Regions from separate parts of the Zea mays genome. Here region 2 is linked to region 1. A link is a contact called in public Hi-C data. All regions are on one chromosome and are shown on one strand. The core of a region is the stretch at or near the end of the contact, and the rest is flanking DNA. Distances in the headings are between cores, read along the strand shown. Region 1 holds the start of LOC100278243. Region 2 holds the start of LOC103632023 (pentatricopeptide repeat-containing protein At5g64320, mitochondrial).

What was found. A called contact is a pair of places that touch in the nucleus more often than the background predicts.
Region 2: a Hi-C map of leaf shows a contact between it and region 1, with 5 times the contacts expected there. The contact joins the promoter of LOC103632023 here to the promoter of LOC100278243 in region 1. A contact is called at or near these places in 3 of 25 Hi-C or Micro-C datasets (ear, leaf and tassel).

Annotation. Positions count from the first base shown.
Region 1 is chr7:10,080,007-10,083,400 of Zm-B73-REFERENCE-NAM-5.0, reverse strand. It overlaps LOC100278243, which reads left to right and starts at 1,902. Exons shown (of 3, transcript NM_001151582.2): 1 at 1,902-1,960; 2 at 2,101-2,141.
Region 2 is chr7:10,717,395-10,720,788 of Zm-B73-REFERENCE-NAM-5.0, reverse strand. LOC103632023 (pentatricopeptide repeat-containing protein At5g64320, mitochondrial) reads left to right here and starts at 1,689. Exons shown (of 4, transcript XM_008653875.3): 1 at 1,689-3,394. The coding sequence starts at 2,006. It overlaps LOC103632024 (a long non-coding RNA gene), which reads right to left and starts at 1,583. Exons shown (of 2, transcript XR_555610.3): 1 at 909-1,583; 2 at 411-813. LOC111589909 (small nucleolar RNA SNORD96 family) reads right to left here and starts at 1,330; the gene lies at 1,237-1,330. It overlaps LOC111589910 (small nucleolar RNA SNORD96 family), which reads right to left and starts at 1,139; the gene lies at 1,047-1,139.

The sequences.
Region 1 (3,394 bases), core at 653-3,152:
ACACCTGTCACAATCTCCTCCGCGGCTTCTTCACAAGCTTCTTGAAGAGCTCGACGGAGTCACCACCAAGCCATCTATGATGTGGTAACCTCCGAGAGTAATAAACCGATGACGCTCGCTTGATGATTCACATAGTGCCTCAAGATCAATCGGATGATGCAACACAATAGAATCACTCAATCACTCATTAGAATGCAATCCCAATCAACAGTTGTGAGTGAGAGTGTTTGGAAGATTCAAGTGTGCTTAATGTGTGCAAAGAATGGCCAAGAGAGCTACCACACACGAACACCACTTCTATTTATAGCCCTCCAAACACAACTAGGAACACCACTTCTATTTATAGCCCTCCAAACACAACTAGACGTTATGGGCAAACTGTCCACTTTCTACGCATTCGCGGACAGTCCGTGCTCTAGGGCCAGATGGTTCGCCCTTCACTTTAACAGCTACTTTTGTTTGAAAAGTGTGTTATAGCTGTCAGAAAAGCAAGACACAGGTGGCCTGTCGACCCTGACCAGCTAGTCCGTGACCTGGGAACTTGAATACCATGAGCTCTACCCACCTGATTTTAATACGGGCGGACCATTCGCCGAGCATGACTAGACAGTCCACGACCTATGAGTTAGTACTACCTATGGCATGAGCACGGACGGTCTGCAATACAAACTACTAGAATCACATATATAGTCTCTGCTCAAATCAATATGGACACCTGCAAATGGTCTGCACTCTTCGGCTAGATGGTTCGTACAACAACTCAGGGACTATGCAAAAATTGGACCTTTCCTGATCAGTACCGTCGAAGGGTCCAGCCACTTGGCCTAGCCCAGGTGGTCCGCAGTACAAACACTTCAGATCACTCCTAAGAACACATGCTATTGTACAACTTCGGACCAGTCTGAAGACACGCGGACGGTCTGACCTCCTGGTCCGGATGGTCCGACCTTCAGACAACTTAGCCACTTTCCAAATAGCTTTTGAAAAGATTTTCTTTTCACAATTTCAGAAGTGTTGTTAGTTCTCACGTGCATGCAACATCTATATGCTCTATGAGGCATTAAGTTTATTATCAAGTAAACAGCATTGACCCATCTCAATATTATGGCTATCTAGCCTACTAATCCAGTCAACTTACTTCTCTAATCACCTTTTTGATCGGTAAAAGTAAAAACTATATACGTTACCTTTGCCTTGAGTTGTTCCACAATCAATGCCAAAGTCTCCAAGACTTTCAATGTAGTTCAACTTTCAATGGCCCAACATGTATTCTTATTTTCTACAAGAATTCGTTAGTCTACATGTAAGTGTCATTAGTTACCAAAATACTATTTAGGGGCCTAGATGTTTCGCACCGACAGAAAATTTCTGTCGGTTTACTTAAATACCAACATATTATTTGGGTTTTTCTATGAGTAAAGTTCACTATCGATCTTTAAACTTGTCTGATTGTGTCAATCCGGTTCATAAACTTTTAAAGTATGTCTGTTAAGAGTTTAATCTTTGTTTGAATCTCTACTATGTTTTAATGGATTGTTGCGGCCTACATATCCGTCGTCGAAGGAGAGATAAGAGTGGATGGGGTCTAACAGACCATAGTGACTAACCATGTGGACCATAACAACTTGTTAGTACGTAATAGAAACCTGAACAGATATTGAGCTTTTAAAAGACATATTTTAAGAGTTTATGAACCAAAATGACACAATTTTAAAACACTTTACTCTTTTTTCTGTGGTACATATGGTGATTAATCAAATGTATTTTCTTTAAAAAAAGGACCTTAAAACTAAATTAAAAACGAAATTCCCATGACAAACGCAAGAAACAGGAAAGCAAGAACCGGAAGAAACGGCCAATATACAGAACGAGCCAGCACTCCATTTTCTCATACGGTTGGCCCGGAATTAGGCGCCTCGATTGCTTGCTAGCCGCCAGATTAGTCTTTCGCTACCCTAAGGTTGGTCGCCTTTGGTGCTGTAAATTTCTTCTCATCCAATTTCTATTTCTATTTTAGGAGTTTAGTTGGGGAAAATAATTATTTCTATCTCTTTGTTTCTTGGCTGCCGTTTCGGATTGTGGCCATGTAATTCATCTCAGATCGGTCGGAAGAAGAACAGTTCAATCTCGGTTCATCAGAAGTAAGTCGGGTTTTTTTTTGTGTGGGGTGGGGGTGAGGGAGAGAGTTCCTATATTGACAAGGCGAGTTGATTGGGTACTTGGGTTGGTTTGCTTCAGGTGAAACTGCTTAGATCAGATTTCGTGGATTCCTTCACTTCAAAGTTTGCATGTATGTAAGTTGTGTCCGGAATTCAATTTGAGCTGCTGCTGTCTGTCTCCTTTCAGTAATTCAGTTAGACAATCCAGATTTTGTTTCCCCAGATCTATGTTAAAAAGAGACTTCTTGAAGTGATTTATTTAGTGCTCACGGATCTGCAAGCCCCAGTATTTGGTTTGCTTAAGGTCATATCGGTTTCTTGTTAGTTTCTTGGAGTTTCTTTCCACGTTGCAGTTTGGTTGGATTAGGATTAAATCAAATCTTCTAGTCAATTGCTACACATTTTTTTATCAAGATTCGAACAAGCAACTTATTTCTCTCTTTATTTCTTCTTCCATTTGAGTTCCTGTTTTGCCTTTCCAGTGTGATACATGATTAGATTTATGTTCATTTTTTCCATCCACGACTCCAGATTGAGCTCGTGTGCTGTTCTTCTTTTGCTATCAGGAATCTTGATTGTGCTTCTGATTGGTTAGAATTTAAGGCATGCTTTTAGCTGAAGTTGTGTGGCATCTGTTCTGTCTAACAGGTTGCAAGTGGTTTGAATTTTTCAAGAACAAAAGTTTCCAACCTGTATGGATTATCTTCTGTTTCTGGCCCATCAGGGGAATTGCTCCTGCTTCAGCCTCTTAGATTGACGTCAGAGCAGGAGGCGATTTCGCTAAAGTGGTTTTAGTTATCCTGTTTAGATAATTTGGTCACATCTAATAACATGCAGGGGATTGAATCTTTACCCCCAAGCCTGCTTCACATATAAGCCCTGATTTCCTTGTACTATGTAGAAATTCTTAGTTGATTCACCTATTTTTAGGCTCATTTATTTTAATATTTTTTCCTACATGACTGTTTGATACCCGCTCAGCACTCAACCTAAAAGGCTCAAGTTCTCATTTTTTTCATTTTCTCCTGGTATATCTTTGACAGTAAGACAAGTAGTTTTAAGAATGCATCTCAGAGTGAGGGACAAGATCTTGCTTCTAATGCCACTGAATCTTTTTCAGTCACATTTACCAAACATTTCTTGGTTCATGTTGGCAACCTTGAATGTTGGACATGGACACTATGAACTCTGCCTTCATTTATTTGCTCACCAGATTATAGGACTCTGCCTTCAGC
Region 2 (3,394 bases), core at 440-2,939, 640 kb before region 1:
TGTTCATGTTGGACGCACCCAAAATGCTCCAGAATCAAAATGACTGAATTCAAACCAATTACAGAACTTAATGCGAGAAGCCATAAACTGCAACAAAAATCCACATGTGAGGATCTACATTTGAATAATTAAGGTGGTGTTTTGGTACGATGTTTGTAACGCGACCTGAATACAGATAGGCAAGGCTACACCTGTTTGTTTGCGTAGAGCTGTTACACGCAATCGAATGCAATGCCTGTACAAACTGATACCGCCCCTTTTGATCGTTTTACTCTCCCACGGCTCCTCTCCCCACGTTACCAGCCTCGTCCAAACAAATGGTGCTTTCTATTTGATTACTTTAGCGGAGATTGTGGGAGCATCAAACTCAGAGCATTCCATTGGTCAGGGGTGGGATTGGGCGAAGAGGAGGCATGCGGTTGAGTATTTCATTCTTTGTTCTACTCTCAAAGTAGATTCAAGCAGTGTATGTATCTGGTTATTACGGGTCTATTTGGGAGGGCTCCCTCCACATCAATGAGTCGTTTTGCCAAACAATATGTTAAGATAACACTAGCTCAAGAGGACAAGAGCCGAAGTCATTTTTACAGCCATGCCGAGGCCTACATGGGTCGTAGATCAATATTTCACCCACTCTGCGACTGCCAAGTGGACATCGGGCTTCAGCTTCATTGAGCCTAGCAGCAGCATCCTGCTGCACTTCCGCGTCATCACCGGCAAGGGCGATCCATAGGACTTGTACCCACAAGCAGTGTAAGTAATCATAATCTGCAGGTATCCAATTCCATCTCAAATTCTGCAGCACATTACATCCTACAAATGTAAAATAAAACTAGTAGTTAATTCACTTTTAACGTTGGCAGTTTTTACGGGTACCGTTCAGTGGTTTGTTCAAAAAATAGCAATACCATGAAAATACTAGGCTACAATATTTTGAAACGCCTAAGAACCAAGAAGTCTTTCTGGTCTGATTTGCTGTTACCATTTTCCTGAAAAAAAAAATATGGCCAATGCGGTATCAGACTCAAAAGTGGTTATACTCTGTTTGGCCTCAGAATTCTTTGCAGTGTGACAGCATGGCTCGCGCCAATCAGCCCCGAAAGATGGTGTTTTTGATTGCTGAGTTTCGTCACAGGCCACTGTCAAAGTATTTCAGATCAATTTTTTTACGATGCAGCATACAGACGCATGAATAAAAGCGTGGAAATGCAAAAGAAAATCTGCGGGCTGGAATGGGGACGTCAGAATTGCAGAGTTGGCAGCATGGCTCGTATCGAGCCAATCAGTCCCGAAAGATGGTGTGTTTTGATTGTGTTTTTCATCACAGTCCTCATCAGAGCTCGCAACAGAAGAGAGAAATAAATTCTTAAGGACGACAAAAAAGAGGAAAACATCGTCTCTCTGAACAAAACTGCACAAAGAGGAGCAAAGGGGAGAAAAGGAAGAGACACTCAAGAAACAAACCAACCAAGATGCTTCATGAAACTACAAGAAAGAACGCTGAAACAGCAAAGGGCACGGGACGTCTGCAGAAGCGGCGGCGGCCGTAAAGACCAAACCCTAGCTAGCGGCCAGGTGACATGATATCGTCGAAAGGATGGGGAGGTGGCCTGTTTATAAAGGAGCTGGGGTGTAGTCCCAGCCGTTGGATTACTTCCTGAGAACGATGTGCCCGATGAGGGTTTCCATGTTGTGTGTGGCCAAATTTCAGCCCAGTGCGATACGATACGATACGGCCTATGACGTTTTTTTTTCAAATGGAAACAGGAGAGTATGCCGGCCCATACCAAAAGAACAGCCCAAGCAGTTAGTCTGGTGCTATGCATCCACTCGCCTGAACTGAACGTGGTCCCTCTCCTCTGTCCTCCGCGATGGTGGTCCCCAGCTCGGCAAATGTTGTCCCCGGGGCGGCAGCGCCGGCGGCCTGAAGCGCGACGACTAGGACGGCAGCGGCAATCTTTAGCGCTGTCGGCGGCGGGATACTCGCTGCGCGCCACGCGCTGACATGGACGAGCCCCCGTGCCCGCCCCCGCGGCCCGCGCTCAACTCCGCCGCCGCGACGTCATGGCCGGAGCTGCTCGCGCCGTTCGACCTCTCCCGCCTCCGCGCCACGCTGTCCTCGCACCCGCTCACCCCGCGCCGCCTGGCCCGCCTCCTCGCGCTCCCGCTCGCGCCGGCCACCTCCCTGCTCCTCCTCGACTGGTACGCGTCGTCCCACCCGGCGCTCTCGCTCTCGTCCCTCCCGCTCCGCCCCATCCTCGCGGCAGCCGACCCCGACCGCGCGCTCGCGCTCCTCGACTCCCTGCCGGCCTCCCGCCTGCCCCCGCTCCGCGAGTCCCTCCTGCTCCCGCTGCTCCGCTCCCTGCCACCCGGCCGCGCGCTCCACCTGCTCGACCAGATGCCCCGCCGCTTCGCCGTCTCCCCCTCCTTCCGCTCCTACAACGTCGTCCTCTCCACGCTCGCCAGGGCCGACTGCCACGCCGACGCCCTGCTCCTGTACCGCCGGATGCTCAGGGACCGCGTGCCGCCCACCACCTTCACCTTCGGTGTCGCCGCGCGCGCGCTCTGCCGCCTCGGCCGCGCCGGCGACGCGCTCGCGCTGCTCCGCGGGATGGCGCGCCACGGATGCGTGCCTGATGCGGTTCTCTACCAGACTGTCATCCACGCCCTGGTCGCGCAGGGCGGGGTCGCCGAGGCCGCGATGCTCCTCGACGAGATGTTACTCATGGGGTGTGCGGCGGACGTGAACACCTTCAACGACCTGGTGCTCGGGCTGTGCGGGCTCGGGCGCGTGCGAGAGGCAGCCAGGCTGGTGGACAGGATGATGACGCAGGGATGCATGCCAAGTGTGGTGACATATGGGTTCCTCCTGCAAGGGCTGTGCCGAACAAGGCAGGCGGACGAGGCGTGCGCCATGCTCGGGAGGTTGCCGGAGGTGAACGTGGTGATGCTTAACACGGTGATCCGTGGATGTCTGACGGAGGGGAAGCTGGCCAGGGCAACAGAGTTGTATGAGATGATGGGTTCAAAAGGATGCCCGCCTGATGTGCACACATACAGTATTTTGATGCATGGCCTTTGCAAGCTTGGGAGATTTGGTTCAGCAGTGCGGATGCTTGATGAGATGGAGGAGAAGGGTTGTGCACCAAATATCGTGACCTACTCTACCTTGCTGCATTCATTTTGCAGGAATGGCATGTGGGATGACGCAAGAGCAATGCTGGATCAGATGTTAGCCAAGGGCTTTAGTATGAACTCCCAAGGATACAATGGTATCATATATGCCTTATGCAAGGATGGCAAGCTTGATCAAGCGACAAGGCTTGTCCAAGAGATGAAGAGTCAGGGGTGCAAGCCTGATATTTGCACGTACAATACAATGATTTATCATCTG